Regions from separate parts of the Mus musculus genome. Here region 2 is linked to region 1. A link is a contact called in public HiChIP or PLAC-seq data. All regions are on one chromosome and are shown on one strand. The core of a region is the stretch at or near the end of the contact, and the rest is flanking DNA. Distances in the headings are between cores, read along the strand shown.

The links. HiChIP or PLAC-seq counts read pairs in DNA pulled down with a chosen protein or histone mark.
Region 2: an RNA polymerase II HiChIP or PLAC-seq map of embryonic stem cells shows a contact between it and region 1, with 29 read pairs. The contact joins the promoter of Zfp518a here to the enhancer-like site in region 1. A contact is called at or near these places in 3 of 484 Hi-C or Micro-C datasets (centroblasts and embryonic stem cells), 7 of 115 datasets of contacts at active chromatin or transcription factors (bone marrow-derived macrophages, embryonic fibroblasts, embryonic stem cells and 1 more) and 2 of 9 other capture datasets (liver and pancreatic islet).

The regions. Positions count from the first base shown.
Region 1 is chr19:40,930,858-40,938,239 of GRCm38.p6, reverse strand. It overlaps Blnk (B cell linker), which reads left to right. Exons shown (of 17, transcript NM_008528.5): 14 at 513-589; 15 at 1,884-1,967; 16 at 3,658-3,813. Among named protein-coding and RNA genes, the nearest start is that of Zfp518a, 40 kb to the right of the region's middle. Within about 2 kb of position 2,084, at least 36 of the 459 cell types and tissues checked have an H3K27ac peak or open chromatin away from gene starts, as enhancers often do. A contact at or near this core is called in embryonic stem cells and epiblast stem cells, where this site is marked.
Region 2 is chr19:40,888,635-40,896,288 of GRCm38.p6, reverse strand. It overlaps Zfp518a (zinc finger protein 518A), which reads right to left and starts at 1,584. Exons shown (of 5, transcript NM_028319.1): 1 at 1,499-1,584. It overlaps Mir8092 (microRNA 8092), which reads right to left and starts at 1,586; the gene lies at 1,500-1,586.

The sequences.
Region 1 (7,382 bases), core at 835-3,334:
TTGGACTCATTAGACACTAACATAAATATTTTTATGAAAACTATTCCAAACTAAATATAACATGTGTGTGCTTGTGTGTGTGTCTATAGAGCGGCACTGGATTACATTTTACAAATTTTACTTACTCCTAAGACAGGGTCTCACTGTGTAGCCCAGGCTGGCCTTGAACTTGGGCTCCCCCTGCCTCAGTTTCCTAGTAACTAATATTACAGACTGCATTGCCAGGTCCACCTTGGCAGAATTTTTAAATTCTGGAGCCAACAGTCTATTGCTATGCTTGTTGCAATAGGTGAGGAAAACTTAGGCTTTTCAAAGATGAGATTTGCCAACAACAAAGACCTCTCAAACATCTGGAAGGATCTTGAGGATTTAAAGGGGTCCTGAAGCCCCGCTCTGAGCAGTCCTGAGGAGTTTTCAGCTCTGTGTGTGGCCCTGAGAGCTCCTGCAGTAGTGAGGCACTGTACCTGCACAGAAACGACTGAAGATTCATGGAGTTTTCAAATCTCTTCCAGGGTTCCCAGAAGCGGGGAGCCCAGCTGCAGATGGACCGTTCCACAGCTTCCCATTTAATTCGACGTTTGCAGACCAGGTAGGGCATGAGCTTGACATCGGTGGATTATTTCCAGTGGATTTCAGGAAAGGGCATGTCTTCTGAGAAGACAGCTTGGAGTATGGCTCAGGATGGAGTCTGGATTTTAACTGAGTTGGTCCGATGGATGCAGAATGTCCTGTGTTTTTTTGTTTTGTTGTGTTTGTTTGTTTGTTTGTTTGTTTGTTTCAGTGACTAAGAGAGACCTCGCCCCATTTATTCTTGTTTCTATTCCAGGCGCCCCAAATAACAGTGTTTCTTTAAAACAATGAGGGAATGTGTTGTTTTTGTTGTTAGTCCTCTCACATTTATTTAAACTTTATAATTTCCTCAGAATAGACCTGTGGAGGCTTAGGATGTTAAAGCCTCTATCAAACGGAACAGCATAAAGAGACAGAAAGGACACTGTGTGCCCTTGAAGGTGACACGTGAACAAGTTGCATTGAGGATTTGAATCCGATTTCCACCCCCCAAAAAATAGAATAGAAGAAAATGAAATAAAAAAAGGAGTGAGATGCTATCTGTGTACTTCTAATCCCAGCCGGGAGAGACAGAAACAGGAGATCCCCAGGGTGGGCTGGCAGCCAGCCTAGCTTAGTCCTTGAGCTCCATCCCAGTGAGTGATGCTCATTCAAACGCAAGGAGGACAGCGCCCGAGGAAGCAGCATCTAGTGATGATATGTGGCACACTTGCACATGTGCTTGTGTGCACGGGTGCACCCACTCCCATGCACATATAAACACACACACACTGACATGATGAAGCACTCTATGAAGCATCAAGAATAAATAAAAACACGGTTGGGAAGATGGCTCGGCAGTTAAGGGCACTGACTGCGCTTCTAGAGGACCCAGGTTCAATTCCCAGCACCTACATGGCAGCTTACAACTGTAACTCCAGGATCAAACAACCACACTGATACATACATGCAGGCAAAACACCAATACACATAAAATAAAAATAAATAAAAAATTTTAAAGAGAATATTAGCACAATAAAAAAAAGAGTAAATAATTCATTCAGGAGAAAAATGCTTCAGGAATCTAGTGAGGTCCATTTATGTTTTAAGACTAAATTTACAGCTTAAGGCCAAATGGGAATGAGCTAGCTAGCCACATAATCTCTGTGGTTGTTCAAAGGAAGCGCGAAACAAACTCATTTTGACATTACTGGTAAAGATGTTGATTATTGTTCCCGTCTTTGGTTTTGCAAAATGGGCCACTTAAGCACATAGGTTAAATTTTCATTTCCTTTGAGAACCATCTCCTGTTTCACAATGCTTCTGTCTCCCAGGAGGCTGAACTGCTCGGTAAGCCCTGGTATGCTGGCGCCTGTGACCGCAAGTCTGCTGAAGAGGCCTTGCACAGATCCAACAAGGTTGGGACACCTAAAAACTTAAGCCAACTAGTAGTTGCATGGGTTAGGGGCAGGGGCAAGTTCCGGGTACTTGGCCTTCAGAGCACCTGCTGCTTTGTTCTTTCATCTCCTTCCTGTTTGTCTTTCAATTCAAGGCTCCAGGGGGCCCACTACCCTCAAACAATAGAGAGAAGTAGGAGGCAGGGAGGTCTGGGGAGACCTGATGCAGCCGGAGCCCAGGCTCTGAGGAGCAAGGGAAGAGAGGACAGGCTATTTTGAACCAACTCACGGGACTTAGGATATAGATAAAGGCAGAAGATAGACCTAGAAACATTTTTTTGAGAGCTCAACACTGGGGACAGATGGGACAGTGGAAGATTAAAGTTTCCTTTTCACTTCCTCTGTTCTCCCATTTAAAAAACAAAACAAAAACAAGCAAACAAAAAACCCTCAAATCCCTGGGAAAATGTCACCAATCAGCTGCTGAGGGTTTTTTGCTCTGCCTAGACGGAAATCGTCGGTAGATCAGAAGGCCTTCTAAGGCTGCCTCCAACAAGTTAAAGTTTTCCTCGGTTTTTGCTTCTTTCTTGTCCAGCTCATTCTGGTTAGGGAAAAAGTAGATCTCCCTTGTATGGGGCCCAGTGCAGGAAAGGTGGCCCTAGAGAGAGACTGGGTTGGGGAGAGGGTGTGTTTTGGAGCAATAACAACCTGTTTGAATGGGCCAATCACATCCTTACTTTCTTATGACTCACAATCCTAGAGGCTTGTGTTTTGAACCAACCCCTGTCGACCTCCTTAGCTAGTCCCCCAGGGAAGGGCTATCGGGCTTGTGCTTAAATGGTCAGGGCTTCCCAGAGGTCGGTGAGGTTCCAGCTTTGCTGTCACTGTTACGGTGAGCCTTGGTTGACTCCGTCCGCCGCCTTTGGAGCCAGGACAGTCAGCCGCAAGGTTTTCAGAGTTGTTGTCCTCAGGCCTCTGTGACTCTTGGGTGGTCATCACAGTCTGGCCCACGACACTGCAGTCCATTTTTAAACGCTGTGGCTGTCTCCGTTGGCTTACTTTGGGTCACACATGAAATCTATTAGACCTTACTTAGTCTATGGAAACCTCGTAAATTTTATTCCTTTGTTTCTGAGGAATAAATAATAGGTCTTTTTTGTCTTTTCAAATTCCTTCCTAAGGCTGAACACCAGTTTTGCATTTCTTCTTCCTATCTTTTAGGTCATGTTTTGCTATAATTTTTTAAATGTATGATTCTAAGCTATTTTAATAAAATATTTAATACACGTTGAATTTTTTAAATAGTTTTTCTACCTTAAAATAAATCTATTGAGGGGAACGTTTTCTTAAGCTAAAAGCTTGAATTTCCAGCCTCTGCCTTCCTACTGTCTAGATTTTTACTTAAGGAACTTATAAACATGGGCTCTAACTCGAAAGACTCTCGTCAGTGATCTTACCGTGTCCTTTTATGTTTCTAAATCCCAGCAAGCACAATGCCTCAGTCGGCACATTACATGCTAGTACTGGCTTCACTCAAGTTTGTCTGAGTATCCGTTTTAATAAACAGTATTATTCATGGAAAATAATACAACAAATTCTAATCAAGAACAAAACCATGGAGCTAAATACTATCTGAAAGTGATAAAATACTCTTCACAAACTGAATCTAGCTTAAGGAACTATAACTAATACTATCATTCTGCCTAAACAGGATGGATCGTTTCTTATTCGGAAGAGCTCTGGCCATGATTCCAAGCAGCCGTACACCCTAGTTGCGTTCTTTAACAAGCGAGTGTATAATATTCCTGTACGGTTTATTGAAGCAACCAAACAGTATGCTTTGGGAAAGAAGAAAAATGGTGAAGAGGTTAGTAGCCGCTATTTCTCTGTTTCTTTATTTCCTTATTTTGAGACACGGGCATAATATGTAGCCTAGGTGGGCCTAACAACACTCCCTAGTCCAGGCTGGCCTTGAACTCGTAATCCTCCTGAGTATAGGATTTCGGGAAAGTATCACTGCGGCTGGCTGGTAACTTCTCTTCAGCTCAGCTCTATATCTATGTGTTGAACACAGCGGCACATTGCTCTTTTAGGTGCCAGAGATAAAGGAAAAAAGTGAGAAAGTACTTGGTCTTAGGGTTGTTATATATGTCATAAGTAGGAAATAAGGTGAAATATCATGATTTGATATACTATTTAATATAGTATATGATGCACATTGTGTAGTAGTATATCCTGTGGGAAGTCGGAAGAAAATGTGATGCCTATGCTAGTATTTTTGTTTAACTTTTAAATTACATATGTCTGTGTATATGGTGTGCATGTGTCGCAGGGGTTCTATGAAGGCCCAAGGCTAATATTTAGAAGTGTTTCTTGATTGTTCTTCACCTTATTTCTTAAAGAAGGGTCTTTTGATTGGATATGGCTACTCTAGCAAGCCTCTTGTTCCAGGTGTCCCCTGGGTCTGTCTTCTGAATTCTAGAATTACATACAGGCTATGTCCGCCCGGCATTCTTTCTTTTGTTTTTGTTTTTGTTTTTTCTAGACAGGGTTATTCTGTGTAGCCCTGGCTGTCCTGGAACTCACTCTGTAGACCAGGCTGGCCTCGAACTCAGAAATCCGCCTGCCTCTGCCTCCTGAGTGCTGGGATTAAAGGCATTCACCACCACTGCCTGGCGTAAAAAGGTATTTTCAAAAGGAGACAGACCTTTTTCCAAATCCAGCATTGTTTAAAAAAAAAATCATAATTACTGATGCATCTGTTTTTTTCCAGTTCTGAGGCACTGGCTATGTCGTATTCACTGTGCCTTTCCAGACCTGGAGTACAATGGCTTACTTTAGTCGATGCTGCATGAATGAATTCAACTGTTAGTTGAATAGTTATAGGCAAGATATTTTGCTTTCAAAAACAAAAATGTGGTTAAGACACACAGATCAAAATACTATCGTAGACCTCTTGGTTATGTTTAGGTTACAGAGGGGCATGCAGCATCATTATACAACCCCACCAACAATATATGAGCACTCAACAACATCCCCTACCCCCCAGTACTGGTTACTTATTATTTCTGAGTTGTTTATTATAGCAACCATCTTAATGGATGTGCCATAGTACCTCATTCAAATTCCTCTGATGATTAGTATTGCTCGGCATCTTTTTATATGTTGATCGGTCACTTATACATCATTTTAACAGAAATGTTTATCTCACTCCTTTGCACACATTCCAATCAAGTATTCCTGTTTTTGCTGTCCAGTTTGCCTCTGCCTTTCTGGTATTAAGGTCATGTGCCGCCACGGCCGGCTCTGAGTTTGGGAACATAGGGGCACACTCCCCTCGTTACTTGCTTTACCTTTTAGCTGTTGATTTTGTTCTCTGACAGACAAACAGATTGAATTTTATGTACCCTCATTTATGTAACTTGGCTTTGGTGCCTGTGTTCTTTTGTCACATCCAGAAAGTCATCACCAAATCCAGTGGCATAACATTTTCCCTCTGTGTTTCCTGCAAGGGTTTTTATAGCTTGAGGCTTTAAATAAAGTCTCAGGTGATTAGAAAAGAGAACTCTTTCCCGAGTTGTCTGAGAACACTAATCAAGTGCAGAATTGCATTGCCGCTTAAATCATTGTCATTAAATAACATTAAATAACCGTTCTAGTTTATGTCTCAGCCCTTTAGTTTCCTAGTGCACTTAGCTTGGCTTGCTGCTCGCAGGTTCTGCTTCTGCCCTCAGGGTATTCAGGCATCTTTGCGCAAAGGTCTTGAAGCTTATCTGGAGAGAAACAGCCTTCTCTGAGACTCAGTAAAACAGCTCCCCTTTATTAGGGGTAACAATATTTAAATCTTGGGAAGTGGGTAGGGGGCTTTCAGGATAATTTCAGGACGTTATTGGTTGTTGGGAATGCTTCATTTTGCAGGAAGAGGAATTCCAAGGTTCTTGCTGGGCATGTCCTTATAGGAATAGAGGAAGTCAAACTTATAATTTGGCCACCTGGCTACGTACGCGACTACCTCAAGTGGGACAGAGGTGGGAATTGTACTACACGCTATGTCCATGCAGACCCAGAGTAAGGAGAGAACAGTCCTGACTCCTGCCTGTCTCAGGATGAGGTTTTTGTGGTTTGGACACTTCTTGATTTCACTCTTGCTCCAGACTGGCTCCCCTAGTCGCCTGGCTTTCCGGCTCCACTCTGTGCCAAATAAACAGAATGAATGTATCATTGTATTTATCACAAAAGAGTTTCACTGGCAATAGTAAGAGGACTGGATGATGGAAGGACTCAAGATAAGCTTACAGGTTCCTGCCTGCTTCCCCCTGCTTATAAAACTTCCATTCCTGCTGCAAACGCGATCTTAAAAGCCTCTTTTAAAATGTTCTTTAATCATAATCAGTGTTAGGAAGTAAGGGTGATGATGCTGACAGGACAGACCCAGGAGTTGCTTCATTTCCATGTCTTCTCAGGGGTGTAGCTCACCTTCCAGAGGAATGAAGATGGGGAGCTGGGAGCTGTCCTATTCACAGGTCCTGAAAACTTCTGATATAAACTGAACTCTCAGAGAAACTGAGAACTTCCTTGCAGGAGGGGAAAAAAAAATCACACTACTTAACAGGAATTCCTCAGTTCCTAAGAGCCTTCTTCTCTACCTCAGAATAAGTCAGCCCCTCACTTCACTCTCAGCATAATTAGCCCTCGGATTAAAATGTGTACTAGACTATTATAAAGGTGACTGGTGATACTGAAAAACAATTATAAAATTCTCCTTTAAATAATTTGTAAGAAAAAGTGATGTTTTAAATATCCTGAACATGAAAACAGGAAAATGAAAATCTGGGCTAATACCAATTGTGCATATGTTTTAAAAGATTGTTTCATATATATATATATATATATATATATAGTGTGTGTGTGTGTGTGTGTGTGTGTGTGTGTGTAACTAATAAGTAACCAGTTAATTAAAATGTACTTGATCAACTCCACTTCCTGTCTCAAATAATCCCTCCTCCATTTAAATCTTCTGTGTCTCTCAAGTTCAAAACATAATATTTTAAAACTTGGAATTCATTATCAAAGAGCTTGTGTTAGCTCGTTTCCTAGCCTTTTTGTTTTTTTCTCAAACTTTCCTGACTGCATTTGACTTGACAAGATTCTGTGCCTGCTTTCCCCCCCACCCCCCACCCCCACAAATGTATCATGGCATTTCTCACAGAGGAATTCCACTGGTTTTTGCAAGAGCACCGAGTGAGTGGCTCAGGGGAGGGAGTAAAAGTGAAAGGATCTGAAAGTCCCGGCCATACTCCTCTCCTTCACAGGGTATCACTCAGATGGCCAGATGCTAAAACACAACTATTTCATTTGAGAAGTTGTCCAGTGTTATGAATATATCGTTATTCAATGTGGAGATCTTGGAAGTCATCCAAACAATCAATAAAACGT
Region 2 (7,654 bases), core at 335-2,834, 41 kb after region 1:
TGCTATGAGCTCACAAAGACACAGTCGCTGGAGTTGCTATCCTTTTATCTGTTCAGACATCTGACATATAATGTTTGAATTGGTAATCATAATTTGGAAAAAAAAACAGAAAAGAGTAAGGTCTACTATGCTTACCTACGCCATAGAAAGCCAACACCCCTCAAGTGCTAGTACGAATTGCCCCTTTTGACTTTCTAAAGAAAAATACAGCTTTGTTGAAGGATAATTAACAGATCTGCAGCTATAACTTTAAAAATGTTAGGGAATTTCAGCAAGTCTCTCTATTCATTCTGACCATACAAACTTTAGAGCACACTCAAATCAGACCTGTTTTGCTGGGAAAAAAAGCAATTCAATTATTATTAGTAAAATGTGCCTTAAGAAAACCAGACTTTCAAATTAACCACGCTGTGAGTTGTTTTTACATTACATCCCTGAGATAATCACAGACAGTTCAACATTCTCATGAATTCCTCAAAAACTGACCCCTTTCCCCATTTTCAAGACTTTTGAAAAAAATAATTTACAAAAACTAAAATAACCCAAATTTAAACCTGAAGCGAAAACTGACCCTTAACTTTTGTTTTCTAAACTTTGAAGTTGCATCTGTTCCATTGGTCTAGATAAGAGTTAAATCACATCATCTATGCATTCAGACCCAATACTTTTGAGTTACCAAAGCCATCTAACTCAAGATACTACCCACTTAACAAAGAGGACACCATGTTAAGAACAGATTCAAGATGGACCCTACAAGTGGGGAAAAAAAAAAAAAAAGCCCGTGACAAAGAAATCCATATGCCACTGGGTGTGGTGGTGGTGGGGGCAGTCTACAAGAGGACCACTTTCTTGCCCAACTCTGAGGGCGCGCAGTGCGTGCGCCAAGAGAGCGGGGAGTCTCTGCAAGGAAGAACCCCCAATAGCCATAGACTGGGCCCATAGTAGGGATGCCGTCGAGGCGGGCCCGCGAACCTACAGCTCGAGGGGTGCGGACTGAGGGCTGCCCAGCCCGTCTCCACCGGGCGCGGAACCCGACGAGCGATGGCTTCGCGCGCCAAACGCCCCCGCATCGCCCCCAAAACGCCGCGCCCGATCCGCCCCTTTCCCCGGAGTTCCGCTGCCCCTCGGGCGCGCGGATGTACACTGTCGCCGCGCCGTGCGCGCGCGCCCAAGTCCTAGGCTCTGAGACCGTGGGGGAGTTCTTAGGGACAAACTTACAACCAGCCCAAGCCGAGACGACAATGACCAGCCCTAAGAGCTAGCAAGAGCCCCGGGTTAGAAACCAAGGACTTCTCTAGAAAACTTTGCGGCAAGTTGGCCGGAAGCGCTGAATGGACGGGACTATTTAACATGAGCTTCCTAGCGCAAGAGGCGGATCCCCCCCAAGACCATTTGGGGGGAACCCTAGCACCCCACGATTTCGCCCTTGGCCCCTTGCCGTCTCTCTGTGCGTCCCGACATCCTAACTGGTCTTGGCGGCTCCGCACACAGGGAATACCTGCCGTGGTCCCCATTGCCTGCGAGTCCCAGATGGCGGCCATTACCCCTCCATCCGGGTACTGCCGGAAAGCCGAGCGCCGCGCTGCCGGCAGCGCACGCTGCGGCGGAGGGATCCGCGCTGCACCTGAGGCGAGCGGAAGGGAACGGCGGCCGGAAGGGCCCCCGCCTCAGCCTCCCGAGAGTAGGCCATGGCGCTGAGTCCACGGCTGACCTCGTCATACGGCGCCTCCCTGCGTCCCGCCTCACCGCCCCCCGTCTACTCACCAGCCGCGGGGATCCTACTGCGGGGGGAAGAACGGGGAAAATGGCTACCGTCCTTTCCCAAGTAGACACCAGAAGCAGGAACTGGTGTGCTTGGCAAGCCTTGGTTGACAGGAAATGGCCTCAACCCAGAGGTTTTAGGCAGCCCCCATCTTAGCAAATGGCGTGTTCCCTGTACTTACTCGGATCACGCGAGTTGTGGTATCCCTTTGACGTCCCAGTGGTTGGACGAAGCTGCTACCCAAAGCTCTGGCCCACAAGGGAGCCAACCCTGAGCTCCAGAGCAGCCCCACGCACAGGCTACCTGTGAGGGACACTCTTCTCTCCCGCCGCGACACGACCTCCTCCCACGGCACGGAGGACTCGTCTGAGCGAAGGAAGTCCTCTCAGCGAAGGAAAACCCTCGCACGCCCCTCACAGACTCAAAAATGGAATCCTTGCCCCCAAGAAAAGAATCCTTCCCCACCCCACACAAGAGTCGTACAAAGTCCAAATGTGGCTCCTCTCTTTCAGAACGTTTCAGAAGCCTACTAATCTCACTTGGTAAATAATTACCTCCCTTAAAAGAAAAAAAGGACAAAAAACACACGTGGAAGCACTGTGGAAACTGCCGCCGTCAAAAACTCGAGGCGGAGGGATATAGCAAAATATAAAAGATCGAATCTGAGAATTTTGGCTTCAACTGTGGGCCGTAGTTTTTTTTTTTGGGGGGGGGGATGCGTGGGGGCAAGGGGTAACCCAAATAACTCCTGACACGCACAAATTTTTCTTAAAACCAATTTTAAAACTGTTAAGAATTTTCCACTTTCTTAGGATATGCTTTTGAACGCATTGACCTGTGCCACACGGACTTTACCCTTTAAATTAAAAAAAAGAAAAAGAAAAAGAAAAAGAAAAAGAAAGGAATAAAACACACACGGAGAACCCTTAGTTTTGGGTGGTTTGTACAACAGTCCTCCTAGAAGCGGCAAGCTGAAATTCACACAAGAAGTACAAACATAACTATAAAAGTGAAGGTGAAATCTATTAATATCAAAAGGGCATATTTATAATCTATAATGATGTTTGCAAAATAGATTTTCTTTGGGGGGGGGCAGGGTAACAGGCCCTGAGACAGTGTAACAGAGCCCTGGCTGTCCTGGAACTCAATTTGTAGACCAGGCTGGCCTCCAGCTTACAAAGCTCTGCCTGCCTCTGTTTCCTGAGTGCTGGTAGATTTTCTCCTTAACACAATATTTTCATTGTTCCAGAAAAGAGGACACACATTGCTGAGGAGAGAAGTGGAGAAAAGCCTGTTTGTTTTTTAATAGGAAAAAAAAAAGTTGTTTTGGACTGTGAGTAGTTAGTTTTGTTATAGCTTTTATAATTTACATGACAAAAATGATGCATCATCATGTTCTGTAGTATTCTCATAAAACTTTATTTTTGCATCTATGTTCACCTTGAAAACCTGTGTTTAATTCTAGAAGACTCAAAGTTTTCATTGCATGCTAAATAAGCTAGAATGTTGGTGAACTCTCTCTCTTTTCCTTGTCCAGTTTTTTCATTTTTATCAAACTCTTACTCTTTGCTCTTTTAAAGTTCTGAACACTGAAGTTAATAACAAAAGGAGTGAAACAGAAAGGAAGAGGAGATAGACTCTAAAACTGCAAATGAACAAACGCTGGGTAATAGCTCAAAAAATAAAAAGATTTTAGAACGTTCCAAACTTAAAGATAGTTCATGGGAATAGGATAACCATATTAATGCTTTCAGAGATAGGCTGCTCTGAAGATGAACCTGCAATTTACTCGCAGTGGACAATAACCTCTTATCTTCTCATACTAAACCTGGTGGTGACAGTCGCAAAGTTTCCTTCTTGCTTACAAATCCTTTGTTTAAATGTATTATTAATTCATGGTCATTGTATCATAAAGGGGGTTAATATAAAATAATGAAAATAAATGGATATAATGCATTTCGCTTTAGGCATTCTGTCCTCATGGTCATTGTATCATAAAGTGGGTTAATGTAAAATAATAACAAAATAAATAGATATAATGCATTTTACTTTAAGCATTCTGTCCTCTGAATCATATGACATCATATCATAATGTGGCAGCTCTCTTATATATAAGTTCACAGAAAAGTAAGTATAGCTTGGTATACCGTAAGTACTTCAATTATAATGAAAAACCAGATGTTTGCTTATTTTTTGTTTGTTTTCAAGACAGGGTCTCTCTAAATAACCCTGGCTGTCCTTGAACTCTCTCTGTAGATCAGGCTGGCCTCAAACTGATCCACCTGGTGCTACCTCCTGTGTAGAGGGATTAAAGATATGTGCCACCACTGCCCCGCAAGATTTTTAAATTAAAGAGCAAGAGTCTCCTATGATTTTTATCTCTTTTGTTGATCTTTCAACTCAACTCCATGCACCCTGCCCCCAAAATATAATCCAATGCATCTGAATGTGGACAAATTAGACATAAAGAATGTGGATGATCTAACATAAAATGGCCATACACCTTGATCAAGGCTATTATGGGCTGGTCACTAATGGCAAGCTATAAAATGGTAGCTGAGCTTCAAGTGATATTTTCCCCAATGTTTTCCTTTCCTTTTTTTCTTTTCTTCCTCTCTTTAGTAGCCAAATCCATTCACTTCACCCTTTATCATCATGGCTCAGGGATGAGAAGACGTTCCATTCTTAGCAAAGAGCTCTCAATGTTATCTTCAAAACTCATTATTTTGCATCTTTTCAGGAGAAATTCCCTTGAACATCTATTTATGAGTCACAGAGGTGAACATGTCTATTATATTAAAACAGACAAAAACAGCTGGGATTGAGATTAAAAATAAATTTCAGGAAACCTCAGCAAGGTGGAGAAGAGATATTGCTATTGCCATATAAATTATAAGAGTGGCCCAATTCTTTAAAAAATATACGTGCTAGAATCTGCAAAGATCTTTGTGCTACACGATGCTGTTTCTGCTCCTGTCATACAAGGTTAAATCAATGGAAGGTAAAGGGATCACACAACTCTGTTCTGTGGACGTTCTGGTTTGTTCCTGTTTCCTCGAGCTCACTCTACGCAACAGTTGACGCTTAAGTGAAACGTGTTTGCTCACTAGAGTGATAAAGGAAAACCACTGAAATTTTCATTAAGTAATAAGTAATGTTTGGTCTGCTTTACTTGTGGCTTAGAGAAAGGAGACAACTCATTCATAGAAAGAAATACTGGCAGAAGCAAGAACTGTTATCATGAGCTTATGACTAATCAAATAGGAGATTTTCTTTACAGTGCAGTGTGGATAGAGGGATCAGAAAGAGTAATCGTCAGTGGTTTTGTGAGGTCTGGTCTCTCGACTCTGATTTTCTTCATTTCTCTCCTTTTAACTGAGACTAAAATGACTGCGTTTTCAACCTGATCTAAGAAAAGAGCAAAACTTCCAAAGATTTAACAAGCAAAAGAGAAAGATACCAAACCAAGCATATCCTTTCTGAAAAGCTAGGAAGATCCCTGAAGCTGGCTGGCTAGCCAATGTAGCAGAATCTTTGATTTCATGTTCAGTAAGAGACTCTGTGTCAAAACTCAACGTGAGAACAATGGAGGAAAGGCATTTAACATCAACCTCATGCCTACACACACACACACACAACACACACACATGCAGTGTCTCTCTCTCTCTCTCTCTCTCTCTCTCTCTCTCTCTCTCTCTCTCTCTCTCTCTCTCCACCCCCCCCCTCTCTCTCTCTCACACACACACACACACACACACACACACACACACACTGTGGGGGAGGGAGAGAGAGATTTTGTAAAAGAGATGGAAGTACAGATGCTACTCATTCAAGCAAACAAACAAACAAGCAAACATGAATAAGGGACAATTTGGAAGTTTGAAGACTGAAGATATTTCATAGTAAGAATTTCCAATAAATTAGTGCAAATAGATATAGATAGAGTTAGGTTTTAAAAGTGTGCTACTTGAAATATATTGCATTTTTACAGATGAGATGATAATTTATTAGAGAATTATTTCACAAGTAAGAGGAAGACATAGGAAAGAATATGGATGAAAGATGAAATGGTTGTCTTTCTTGTTAATAATTGGTATTCTTGGCACTAAAGAATGAAGCAGAAAGATATTAAAAATTTTTTATTTTAACATTTAACATAGAGAGAAAGAGAAACTGAATGACTTATTGTCAGGTAAGTTTGTATTTCCTTGACTTCCAAGCAGGAAGGGAAAGCAAGACTGTAGCAGAAAAGGAAATAATGGAATTTGGAAAGATAGCTCAGCAGTTAGGAGCACTGGTTGCTTTTCTAGAGGGTCTGGGTTAAATTCCCAGCAACCACATGGAGGCTCCCAACTATCTGTAACTTCAGTTCTAGAGAATCAGATGCTCTCTTAGACATGCACACAGGTAGAACACCCAGACACATAAAATAAATAAAAATTTTTTGAAATGGAAGAGATTAGTATTAATCTTGGGAATAAGTATTATATAATAAATCAACTGAGAGGGGGAAATGTCTGTAGCCCATGGTCTTCACTTTACCTGGCCAGGTCACCAGAGAGCCTACATTTATCAGAGACGAGGAGCCAACTGCACCGAAGGAGCCTCACCTCAAGGCGACAGATAGAAGCTCATCAGATCTAAGTGAAAAAAAGTCATCTTAGGGAGCCTGAGATTACCTCTGTTGCCTTTTTCAAAAAATCCAAAGTAGCAGAATAGCTAGAGAGAAAAAAAAAAACATATATACTGTTAGTATCCCACTCTTGGCTCAAAGTGTAACAGAATTCAAGCACTTACCTAAAAAATAGTAAGTTTAGAAGACTCTTTTTACCTGGACAATTATTGGAACAGAAAGATGAATTTTAAATTAGTCATTCAAAATGAATACACTTCATGAAGTAGAAATCAATTTCACCTTATCCAAAAGAGGACTTATAAAAAGACAGGCACTTAGAAATAATTCTGGGACTACAGCAAGGGAGTAAGTACCAGGTGTCTGTCTACCTAGTCAAGAGTTGTTTGTCAGGATCTGTTGATGATGTAACAGAGTTTGGAACTCTGAAGTCCACGGATAGCTTACAACTTCCATAGGAAGTATTGTATAGACTGACTGCTAGTAACTTTAGTCCATTTGAGCTCATAGAGTATGCCGGCTTCTGTAGTCCGTTTAGGAAAATACCTAGGTTCTTGATCCTGGAGGAAAAGTCAGGATATGCAATAAGAAACAAGTGCTCATTGTGCACATACAGATCAGTATCTTCTTCCTTCCTTCTTTTCTCCCTCCCTCCCTTCCTTCCATTTTGTTTTGTGGCAGTGGTGGTTTGGGTACACAGTGGTTCATATATGCAAGACCAAGGCTCCACACCCCCCACCCCCCACCTGGCTCTGTATTGAGATTACTTTTAATCACAGAGATACTGACATAAAGAGGAAGAGGTGTTGTTGCACAATGGTCACACAAACCTGCTGCAGGCCAAGGTTGCAAGACCTTCCTCTGCAGAATGAAGCTGAAGCAACAACTGAGTGGTCAGGGCATTTAAAGGGCCTGTACCTTTCCTTTCCTTCCATTTTTCTCTTTCCCTCATTTTAGAAAGCAGACCTCAAACCTTTAGCCGTAGAACACTAAGGCAGCAAGGGAAAAAGATTAAATGTAAATAAATGACAAAGTGAAAGACACCCCCTCCAGTGGCATCTTAGAGACTGCAAGACACGTCTGGAATTGCTAAGTGTAAAGAGGACATGACTATCTACCTAAGACCTCACACATAGCTAAAATAGCAGGACCACGGGAGTGGGAGAAAGGTGTTCGCCACATAGGAAGAATAAACAAGCTTACATATCTCCTTCCTAGTCAGGCTGAACTTTGCCAGAGGGAAGTCAGCCTGCGGGGAA